Linked DNA regions of Mus musculus: region 2 is linked to region 1. The links are chromatin contacts, called in public promoter capture Hi-C maps. All regions are on one chromosome and are shown on one strand. The core of a region is the stretch at or near the end of the contact, and the rest is flanking DNA. Distances in the headings are between cores, read along the strand shown. Region 1 holds the start of Lhfpl2 (lipoma HMGIC fusion partner-like 2). Region 2 holds the start of Otp (orthopedia homeobox).

Region 1 (6,046 bases), core at 1,721-4,220:
GAAGTTGATCGATATCCAATACACTGGTGATCAGGAAAATAGACCACCTGGCTGAGATAATTGTGTTCTTTCTTTAGATACCATCCTGATTGCCCTGAAAGAATACAATGCAGAGAGTTCACATATGAAAGACTCTAGCCTTGCCGATGGGGTGTCGTGTCCAGATGTGTCCAGATGTTCAGAGTGGAAACATCTGCACAGGCAAGGCAGTTTGCAATCATGCTCTTTAACCGGCACCACTGTGATTTACCTTATGACCTAGGCAAGTGGCTTACACTAACCTTCCTCCAAGGCCTCCTTGTTGTTTGACTTTGTAGATACTCTTTAATTTGCTCATGCCTTCTAGTGTTTCTTCCTTTCTTTCTTTTTAAAATTTGACCCAAGCACGTGACAGGAGCAACCCCGACCCATCCTAGGGCTCCTCCACTCGGCTGGCTTCCTCTGCTGCTTCCTTTCCACCGCTTTAATGGGCACTTTGTGTTGTCCGTACTGTGTGGTCACTCCCTTAGTTTCCCATTAAGTGTAATTTTATCTGACCTTCAGACCCATATTATTCTATCTGCAAATACTGGCTTTGATGTTAGCCCAAGGAGCTGCACACACGGTTGTGAGAGAAAGCAAGCAAGCAAACAACAACAAAAAATAAAACAATATTTTATTTCCCAGGCGGTTCTTCTATGAATTCAGCATAGAGTTGAACCATAGCCCAGTCAACTGGGCATAGATACCTTAATGTTTATGTCCCGATGGGTATGTACTGTGCCAGCATTGTGGAAGATGTAAAGGCACAGTGTCTATAAGCTACAGACTGTGCCCTTCAAAGAAACTGAGACAGAGATGAGGCACCAACTCAAGCTAAATACATTCGAAACATATAATACCACCAAACGACATGAAACAACTAGTGATGTACCCACAATTCACAAGGGAAGCCATGTTTGCACCACTTCTTGTTCACTGATGCTTACAATGGCCTCTGACTTAGATAACAGTTCAACAGAGGTGTGGAGCACAGTGCTATCTACTCCGTACGCATAGGGCCATTGTGAACTCACGAGGATGTCTCAGCAAAGCATAACAAATGACCTCATTCGTGACTGCTTCTACATAGGGAGGGCTTCTAATGAAATGGAGGGAGCAGTATGGTATGCTGCTTCATATTCAAATGTTCCTGGCACATTTGATATCACCAATGGACAACAGCCGCCTAATCAGGGTGAGATTGGAAGGCATTGTGTATACACATAATGGTGCATATCTGTTCTGTGTTCTTTGATTGGTTCAGTCGTGAGCTATAACCCAGGAGAGTTCATAGGAAGAGGGTACAAGGCAAAGGTTTCTGTTTCTAAAATTTGTTTTGGCTTTCTTCTCAATTCATTGATCTCAAACAATTCTCCCATAATTACCTCCATCTTTTTATAAAGGTAAAGTCTTGTATTCACTGTAATATTTATTAGGAATTTAGTACAGTTTATAAACTCTGTTAGTATGTTCTTTTGAATGGTTGCTGTTTTTAATTCTCCGATTGCAATGCTATGTAGATTTTTAAGTTTATTCTTAACCTCATAAGCCCTCTTGTAATTTCTAGCACGTGATTTTGCCAAATAGAGAGAGCACTTAACACTCTTGTAGAATGTGTTTCGGGAAAGCTTTTTTTTTTTTTTTTTTCCCAGTAGGATTCAACCGTGGGAGAGTCCTGGGAACAGCATCAGCAGCTTCAGCGTGGATACAGGCATGGGTCCTTCTAGGACCCCATCTGGATGAGGACCAGCATGGTGATGCATTTGTGTTTGCAGCTATTGTTAATTGGTGATAGGTACCCTTTGCATGTGAAGAATCCCAACCGATTTAATTTGTATGTTTTCTCCACAGACCAGCAGTTGCGGATGACTTATGCTATCTACAATCCTGCTGTGGGATATGGTTTTCAATAGTGGAGTTGCAAAGAAATCAAGAATTTGTTTTGTTTTTTTAATTTTCCTGGCAAAATGCCTCAGATACCCTCTCACCCAGGAAGTGGTGTTCTAGAGCCATTAAGCTTGTAAGGCCGTGCAGATAGGTGCCGTGCCCACGGGTTTCAAAAGCAGGAGGGGGCCATTGAAACTGACAAACCCAAATGGATTTGGAAATAGTGGGTCAAGTGCAAAGACTTCAAGAGCAAAGAGCACATGCAAGCTGCTAGGGAAGGCCGGGAGGGAGGGGTGGGGGGGGTGGGTGTGCTTCGGTGGATAGACAAGTGTCTGAGAGTTTGGAGGCTGAAGCAAATTTGACAGGGGGTGGGGGTTGGAGACAAAGGAAGGTGATCTTAGCTGGGTTCTGTCCTAACACAATGAATTCAGACAATTCAGCCCCTGGCTATTTGACTCTGTCCTTTGCTCTGGCCCTGGGGGCGGTGGTGAGAGGAGTTGGTGGGTCTCCTCTCTGGATCCCTTTCCCGCTGGCTAAACCGCCTTTGATATCTGTGGTATCTATTGGAAAGTGTATCTTCAGTGCCTGGGGGATGTGTCTGGACCCAAGCATCCAAGCTCTGTGAAAGTTTGCAGTTTCCCGAAGTAGAAATCAGGACCTGTAAACTTGTGCCTCCAGCCTCTGCTTTAAAAGCACCGCAGACCACTCTCCACCCTGCGGTTTTCCTGGGCCACGGACCGACTTTCTTCCCGCCCGCCCCGCCGGCTCTGGTCCACGATAGGCACTGGGACAGCGTGAGGAGAGAACCCCGCAGGGCTCCGGGACCCCTTCTCAGGGATCGCGCGCGTCGCCCACACTCTCCCGGGCCCTGTAGGACCCTCCCCCCCGGAGGCCGGGCTTCGCCGACCCCTCCCCGAGCGGCGGCCGGAGGCGGGGATGCTGAGTGGCAGCGGCCGGCCTGGGCTGCGAGGTTCGGCCGCCTCCTCCCGCTGCGCCCGCCCCTCGGCCTCCGCCCCGGCGCCGCCGACCCTCGTCTGCTCCCGCCCTCGCCCCTGCGGGTCCGCCGGGGCCAGATCGAGGCTGCAGCGAGGAGGCGGCACAGAGAGCCCGGCTGGGGAAGGCTGCACGCGCCCGGGCCAGAGCGGGGCGTTAGGAGCCGGCTGCCCCGGCCAGGTAGGTGCTGCGCGGGGAGCCCGGGAGGGGGCCGGTCCCCGACAGTGCACGGGGGCGCGGAGGGACGGGCGGCGGGTGCCGGGGCAGGAAGGATCCGCTGCAGCGCCGGCCCGCCGCAGACGTGGAAGAAGTTGAGCCTGGAAGCGCTTTTTCCCGGGGAGCTGTAGTGGTCCCCTCCAGCCCCGGTCCGTACCGCGTGGGTCTCACCGGCCACAGACCTCAGCTGCATCTCAGACCTGGGCTGCATTTTTTGTGGCCAGTGCAGAGGGGTGAGGGCTGGCGAGGAGGTGGGCGGGGAGTTGGGGAACACCACATCTGGGGTGGATGAAGGACTCAGAGAGATGGGTTTGAATGCAGTCCCTACCCCCACCCGGCCGCACTTCTCTCTCAGTCTATTCGCGGTCGCGTGCTCTCTGAACTGAGAAAAGCAAAAAGAGTTTCTTCAAGTCGGCTCAACTTTTCTGTTAATTCAGGAGGTTCGGGAGTTTGTATGGAAGTAAGGGCAAAAGACTCTCATCCTCGCACCCTACCTCACTCCTGCCCGGGCAGTTTCCTGTACTCTGTGCCATGATTGTTTTTGTGCTTGTAGATTACAGCTGGTGACCTATATGGAAAAGTGGAACCACTGCCGGCGAGTGTGTGTTGGAGCCACAGGGCGGCAAGGTGTGGGGGGCTAAGTCAGAGTTCCTTCGAAGGGACTTTAATTCTCTGAACACTCTTCCTGTCCAGCTCAAAGAGAGGATGGGATAAGGAATAATTTATCTTGCTCTTTCTGATGCTCTTCTAATCATTTTTTTTAAAAACTCCCTTTCAAATTAAGAGATAGAGAACACGCATGCGATGGTTAAATATTTTAAAGACAGGGAAGATGAACATCTCTCTCTGCAATCAGGCTAATAGGGCTAGCCTGTGTTGGAACATCTGATTCTGATGAAATATTTGAAAGGTTTAAAGCAATACCAGACGATGTCATTAAAAAAAAATAGAGTGACCTGCAGTAGGTCATACAGAGCAGTGTGGCCTGTGGTCTGTGACAGCATTTTATAGCGGGAGGTGGAGCACTGTAAGCTTAAAGAGAAGAGGGTGGGAAAGGGGGCTGCTCATTTGTCTTGAACCAGTCTAGTTAGGAAGAGTGATTACACTGCAAATGAACATTTGTGAATATAATTTGAGTCATGATACATGAACCAGCCATTTGTCTGAAGGAAAAAAAGGATCTTTGTAGATGAGAGCAAAGCAGTGCCTTATGGGGGAAAAATAAGCATACCGTTTATCCATGTGCGCAACTCAGAATTGACAGCACCTGCTAACAACAGAGGCATGGGCTTAGAGATTTGGCTGCAAGCAAGGTTGAACAAGGCAGGGAGAAAAGTCTACAGCAGGAGATAGTTACAAAAGAATGGATAGAAAACTTCAGGTGTGTGTGTGTACACACACACTGCAAAAAAAAAAAAAAGTCTTCATTTTCTATATATCTTTACTGCAAAGAATTGCCAACACAGGAGGATTAAAATGTAGGAGAGTCCTGGGGCTGGAGAGATGACTCAGTGGTTAAGAGCACTTGCTGAGGTCCCATGACCCAAATCAGACAGCTCCCAACTGGATCAGTGCCTCTGGCTTCCACAGGCGTTTGCACTGTGGACATACCCAGGTGCAAGCACACAACTAGACATAATTAAAAATAAATCTTAAAAAGCTTTTCAGGAGACTCAGATTTAGTCTGTTGGGTCCCCATTGTGTGAAGCCTATGTGAATGTTAGCAAGCTCCGTTCTAGCTCTCCGCTGCGGTCTCTGTGTCTACCTAGTGGGGGCTGGAACTGTGGCTCTGGTGTTATGAGCTCTTGTTGCTCTCTCATGAGGACTGGGGTTCTAAGCCCAGCATCCATCTCAGATGGCTCACAAATGCCTAGGACTCCAGCTCTGAGGGATCCCATGCTCTCTTCTGGCCTTCTCAGGCACTTGTGCATGCATGTGTGCCTACACTTAGTCACACACACAAATAATAAAATTAAATCTCGGAGGTTGCTCTGCAGTCGATAGTGCTTACTACTCTTCTGGGGAGACTGGAGTTTGCCACCACCTGCCTGCAACTCAGGCTCTTTGGGATCAGATGCCCTCTTCTGGCCTCGTCTGGCACTGCACTCACATTCAGGAACTCATACACTGAACAAGTGTACACAAAATTAAAAATAAAATTAATAATAAAATATTTTTAAAAATTGAAAATGGTTGTGAGGGTTCACGTGAGCGTCTCCGGAAGGTTAACTGGTGTCTTTGTTCGGATTTGGGATGGTTCCCCCACACACGAAATGCTCAGAAAACATTAAGGATTGCCAGCACTCTTAAGTTCCCAGGGTAAAAGGGACTCAAGAGTAACTGATTCTCCCACTGAGTGTCTGAGTTGAGCCTTGCCTCTGACAGTCAACATCTAGAAGTTCCCACTCTTAAAAACCTTTTAATGGTTGATGTGATACACACTGCCCAAGAATGCTAAAGTCAATGTTAGAGTCAAAGCTCACTAGTCTTAGAAAGATACAAGTAATCTGTAAGTGCCTAATTCCAGAATTCATTCCATAAAACAAACAAACAAACAACTCCCCCAACCAAACAAATAAAAAAAATCAGCCTTAAAGTACACCTTTATTCAGGTGTATAGACACCAGAGGACAAAGTGAACAGACATCCCTAACTAAACAGTGAACAGAGGAACTGTGCCTGTGGGCTCCTCCTGTCTTCCCCCCAACCCCGTGTGTGTGTGTGTGTGTGTGTGTGTGTGTGTGTTACAGTGCCAGCTTACTCATCTGCCCACTCATTTATCCCGTCATTCAGCAGATGTCTTTAAAGATTCTCTTGTAGGACAGGCTCTGAAGTCAGTCACATTCCGATTTCAGAGTTCTGTGGCACCAGGGTAGGCAGGGGGATGAAGCAGCCAGCCAGTGCCATATAGTGCAAGCATCCTGGCAGC
Region 2 (6,046 bases), core at 1,450-3,949, 820 kb after region 1:
TGCTATAAAAATCAAGACCAATAGAAAAGTCATAAAATGAAGCGGGCTATCAATCACGCTGCAACATTGTTATTCAGTGGTTACTAACAGAGATGGATAATCCTTTGATTTTGTCCCATTGTTATTACTCTGATGTGTCTTCACATTAACTATTACACATTTATTTATCGACCTGAAAGATACAACAAAGCAGAATATACGAGCGAGTACATGTGAGGACGCCAGGCAAGGAAGGCAGCAGATACAGGGCTGCTGCGGGAGCGGGCACCAGCGCTTGTGAGCACACACTTGTAAGCTCGCGCCTGTTCTCTTCCCAGGTGACCTCTCAAGTCTCTCACTTAAGCAGCCAGGTCACCGCAGGACCGGACTTCTTAGACTCTTCTACCGAGCAGGCGACCGCTATTCCACCTTCTGTACTCCACCTTCTGGTTCCTTCTTTAGCCACTTGACTACACCTCTACCTGCCTTTCAGGCCTGAATACCCAGAAAACCCCTCCTTGGTAGTTTGAAACCCGGGGGCAGTCCCAGGTGCGTGCTCTTGTGCCAGGTCCAGAGCGTACAGTCCCGCCCTGGAAGGCTGAACTGTCCCCTCCTGCTGATCGCGGCCGAGTTGTCAAAATGGGGAGTGGGAGGTGTATAGAGAAAATCAAGCTGCTACCAGAGGGGCTCGGTTTGCTTTAGGGCTTGGGATTTCCCTTTCAGGAAAAACCGTTCTGGATAGCACACCAGGCGCTGGCCGAAAGCCCCCGAGGCTCCCAGGCGTGCTAGAGTCGCCTAGGCTCCTCCTAGAGCGCACCCCCGGCTTCGCGGCGCCCAGCTCCTGCTAGGCCCGGTTGGTACCCGCTGCCCGGCGGCCACTGCAGCCCCGCCAGGTCCCGAGCTGCGGAGTGAGCGTTCTCCGGCGCTCTGCGACACCCACGTAGCCCAGACCCTGCACTCACAAGCGAGTGTGCCCCGGTGCAGACGCGCGCACCCGGGTTGGGCACCGCAGGACTTTGAAAAGGGCTGAGGACGAGGAGGAAACAAAACTGCCCCAGAGTTGCTTCGCCGCCTCCTTTGTCTCCTTGCTCTTCCCTGTCACACACAGAGTAAAGGACACAGACACACACACACACACACACACACACACACACACACACACACCCTCGCATCTGCTCTCGGGCAGCATTTTCAATGTTTTGTGTAAGTCAATTGGGCGACGAACAAAAAAAGCCATTTGTTCGGTATTATTTAAAACAGACTTCAGAGGGCCACCCTTTGTGGAAGCTTTATTTGCACTAAATGAATAATCTTAATTGCATCACCCTCGAATTAAAAATCAATGTTAATCAAGTTGGGAGCAGTAAATATCAGTTTTCATTTTGCCTTGGGTAGAGGGCATTTTTCTTGTGTTGCAAATAAAAATACAAGTCAAATAACTTTAAAGGGGCATCATGTTCTGCTGCAAATACAATTGAAACGGATTGTTTGGGAGCAGATCAGAAACGGTACAGAATTTTGCACTTAATTTCCTCAGTTATCATTTACAATAAGAACCTCTGGGCTTGGCAGCCAAGTCTAAACAGTAGTAAATTAGTACAAATTTATACTGATTTTACTCTAATAATCGTAATAAAAGCTTATAGATTTGGCACTAATTACATAAATGCCTAATGATCTTGAAAATTACTCTGGTTAGAAATATATTACTAATCTAAACTTTGTTGTTGGCTGGCTCTGAAAAATCAGAACATTAGAAATGGTTCGCTTCACTTGTGCAAAAGCACTTTAAATTGTTCAAGTAGTTTAACACATCCAAGAGGAAAATAAAGAGCGGTTAACTTTATTTACTGCCTTAAGTGGCTTTGGTCGTCTAGCTGAACTTAGAAACTTTGACCGAAAGAGCAGGTTGGGACCTGGGTGAGAGTGTAGGCCTATCGGGCAGGTGGCCCTGGAACGCAGCTTCTGGAGTTCTGGAGGAAGGCTCACTTCATGAAGTCTCCCCCTCCCCCAAAGCGGACAGGGGACCTTGGCGGGGTGGTGGTGGGGGGGCAACTTCCTCTTTATTTTCTAGGCTTGCAATGGGATTGGGGCTCAGTAGGCCAGAGTCTGGGTCTCTAGAGAAGGCCTGCAGAACAGTGGCAGAAATTTAGGGTCGTTCTAGAGATGGTAGCTTGGCTGCCTGGTGAGCTAGGGCTTTGACTACCGCGGTCCAGTGTCCCCTAGCTGGCACGAGCAGGGGCAGCGGGGGCGCGGGTGCGGTGGGATGTGTGTGGGCTGGGGGTGGCGACTCTCAGGTCATGCAGAGGTCATGTCCTGCTTTGGTGTCTGAACTGCCCCCGTTCCAGGGACACCCTAGCTCTGATACACAGAGCCTGTGAAGCGAGCAAGGCAGGACAAGGAAAGGGGAGATGTGCCCGGAGAAAATCTCTGGGAAGAACTGACCGAGGCTCGGCCCAGAGGCCCAGGGCGAGGCCAAGGTGGCCGCTGCTGCTTTAGCGGCTGCTGGAGGCTGGAGCTGCCTGGGCTGCGGCCGCCGCCTCCTCCCGGCAGGCGCAGGCGGGCGGGCGGGCGGAGTGGGGGACTCTCCGGGCGCTGACATTTGCAGGCTGCCCTCCTGATTGGTCCCCTCGCCGAGCTGCTCACGGGTTCATTCATCTGTTAAGCACCTCCCCGTCTCTCTAAAGGACATTATAATGCAAGAAGCCCCCTTTTTAACCACAAACCGAATTTTCTTTCATTTAGGTGATCTATATATATCTATATCGTATAGCTTATAGCTTATATCTATTTTAAATAACTTAAAGCCGCTAAAATTTGGGGGGGAACAGCTTTCGCCCTGGAGCGGTGCGCGATGCTGTCTCACGCCGACCTCCTGGACGCCAGGCTAGGTGAGTGAGCGCCTCTCACCCGGGCAGCCAGGAGAAGCCGGGGCAGGAAATTGTCAATTTGTTCCTTATTTTACCTTAATGCGCCCTAAATGGACTAATTTCTTTAAAAGTAATTGTGCTGTATTAAAGTTTAATTTGATTTAACATCGTCTTAAAAAAAATCTATGGAATATGTAGATTCCAAAACAAAACGGAGTTGGGGATGCTGACACCTTTTTGTTTTTCTTATTTTTTTCTTTCTCTCTCCCCTTCATTATTAATATTATTATTTTTGGAAGGAGTTCTAGCCCGCGATAATTTGTTTGGAGGTGTTTCTCTCTTTTTCCACTCTTGTTTGCTTTGATTTGGAATTTCTTTCATCCCTTTTTCCCCTTCTTCCTTTCTATCATCACCTTCTCCTCTAAGTGTGCTTAAATTTGTTTTCTTTTTTTAAAAAAAAATCTTCTCCTTTGTGAAGGAGAAGCCGCTGTATGAAGGTGGATTTGCTAAGTGTGCTGGTTGAGAAGAAAAGCCCAACTCATCCTCTCGGGCATCCCTGCCTTCTACAAGGGACTCGGTGTTACCAGTGACGGGGAGGGACGAGCCGTTTATTTCTCGGGAGAGAAAAGTTGAATTCTCTAAAGTTTGATTCACTGTTATGGCTATAGAGTTTACTTAAATTTCTTTGAAGCTATCTGGGTTACCAAGTTCTGGGCTTCAGGCTTGGGGAGCTTTAGTGATGGATGTGACTCCGTTTCCCAAACACTTTCTCTGATTTGAGGGGGAGGCGGAGCTGATTTGGGCTTATTTTGAGAGGTGGAAGGCTTGGAGACATATTCATCTTCCGAAAGTCAGAGGGAATTGGCCAGAGTTCATTTAGCGCCTTTGCTCAGGAGGAGCAGCCTCCAAAGGCTCTCTCTTGATTTCTTTTTCTCCCGCACCACCCGACTAAGAATTTTCTCAAGGTTTCCTGGGACACCAGGGTTACAGTTAGTGAAAGGACTCGGGTGTGTTTCATTGTCAGGCCTGGGAGTGGTTTTTTTGTTTTTGTTTTTGTTTTGTTTTTTGTTTTGTTTTGTGGGAGACACGAAGGCCGGAGCTGTGAAGCACCAGAGCGGGCTGTGGAGAGAAGGAGGCCAGGAGATGCTATTTCAACCTAGCTGTCCAATTCCTGGGAAACCGGGCTGAGGACCAGGCAGTTTCCGCCTCGGGGCAAGCGTGGGCGCAGAGGGAGCGGTGGATGGGGCTGAAGCAGAACCTCTCAGGGAAGTCACCGGCTCCTCACGTCGCCAGGACAGTACTGATCGAGATCCCTTTCCCTCCTCAGGTATGAAAGATGCCGCCGAGCTTCTGGGCCACCGGGAGGCGGTGAAGTGTAGGCTGGGTGTGGGGGGCTCTGACCCTGGGGGTCATCCAGGGGACCTGGCACCCAACTCGGACCCGGTCGAAGGAGCCACTCTGCTGCCGGGCGAGGACATCACCACCGTGGGCTCTACCCCTGCTTCGCTGGCGGTGAGCGCCAAAGACCCAGACAAGCAGCCGGGGCCCCAGGGCGGCCCCAACCCCAGCCAAGCCGGCCAACAGCAGGGCCAACAGAAACAGAAGCGCCACCGGACACGCTTCACCCCAGCACAGCTCAACGAATTGGAGAGGAGCTTCGCCAAGACTCACTACCCCGACATCTTCATGCGTGAGGAGCTAGCGCTGCGTATCGGGCTGACCGAGTCGCGGGTGCAGGTAAGGCGGGCTTGGGCTCAGGGGAGGAAGGCAAGGAGGGAAGGGGAGGATTAGAGCACGGAGTAGGTATTGTGCTCTGCTGGGATCCCGAGCTGCGCGCTTGTTGTTTCTACGTTCCTGGGTCGGAGGATACCATACTCTGTCCAAATATTGGCTAGGATGATCACAGGCCCCCATGGACTTCCTCCATTGTAGCCCCATCCCTCATCTCAAAACTCCTCAAAAGCAGCCCGGTGTTATGGGGCTGCGGGGCCCAAGTCCAACTTCTTCCAACAAAGATGGGAACCTTCTCGTCTCCCCAGAAGCTAAGCCCAGCGCGCACCTTGCTCCAGCTCTATTGACAAGTGTTTCATTACCCCGTAATGAGTTTCTATTATGCATTTGGATAAATGGGGGGCATTTCATAATAATACAGGAAACAAGGAAGAGGAACCACAGTGCAGTTGGTGTCTTTAAAAAGCGGGGTGGAGTACTCAAACTTCCAGGTGTGGTTTTATTCTCTTAAAATATCACCTTCTTTCGTCTTACAGGCAAAACACCCTCAGCTTTGTTGTTTTCAAAGGCTTTTTTTGCCTTGGGTGATTTACGCGCAGGGACTGGCCGAAAATACTACACCACCTATGAAATTTGGGTCTTGAATTTTAATAAAATAATTAAGATTTCCCTTAAGGAGGAAAGCAGGAAATGAGCACTGTCTGTTGTGGATATTTGACCCAAAGAAGGAACTTTTCAGGCCAGAAAGCTTAAATTGTAATGGAGGAATTTGTTATTGTGCCCATATTTTATCCAACCACTTTCTAAATTGTAATTATATGAAATCTAGAAAATTTCACCTGTATCTCTTTTGAAAATTGGGAGAGAAAATATAAGATTAATAAACCCCAATTTTCTTTCTTGTTTCTTTTACAAAGACTGGCAATATGTACTATTTCATTGACAGGCGCCTTGAAGAAGCTTTGCGCTTGCCGAGAGCTATCCACGGTGCTGAAAATATTTTTCTCTCTACTTTGGACCTTTTTTCCCTTTCCTTCTAGAATCCTGGGTGCTAAGTTAAATAATTTGTTAAGCCAGTGCTACCTGATTTTGGAAATTAACTTTAAGAACTACAGTTCTTTTACATTTGATTGGTCAGGAAATCAGGATTTATTTCCATTCGGCATTTTGTAGTTCATCTAAACGGGAATACATACCTTTGTTCTAATAAGAAATGAATATCCCAGAGACTTAAAATGGTCAAATTAATAGATAAATATTCACAACGATTAATATTTTTATTAAATATAAATCTGGGTATTTGTTAGTGAACTCTGAAAAGCTTAAACAATGGGGCAAAGACATTACACATATGAAGAGTACTAATTACATTGTTCGGGCATATTAAATGTTCTTTAAATCTTCACCTTACACTTTTTAAGTGTGGGTTCAAACTGTCATGGAAATATACAATCCAACAATAATAC

The links. Promoter capture Hi-C pulls out the DNA fragments that hold promoters and counts their contacts.
Region 2: a contact with region 1 is called in a promoter capture Hi-C map of embryonic stem cells. The contact joins the promoter of Otp here to the promoter of Lhfpl2 in region 1.

What each region holds. Positions count from the first base shown.
Region 1 is chr13:94,054,826-94,060,871 of GRCm38.p6, forward strand. It overlaps Lhfpl2 (lipoma HMGIC fusion partner-like 2), which reads left to right and starts at 2,971. Exons shown (of 4, transcript NM_172589.2): 1 at 2,971-3,081.
Region 2 is chr13:94,872,937-94,878,982 of GRCm38.p6, forward strand. It overlaps Otp (orthopedia homeobox), which reads left to right and starts at 2,700. Exons shown (of 3, transcript NM_011021.4): 1 at 2,700-2,870; 2 at 4,177-4,586. The coding sequence starts at 2,834.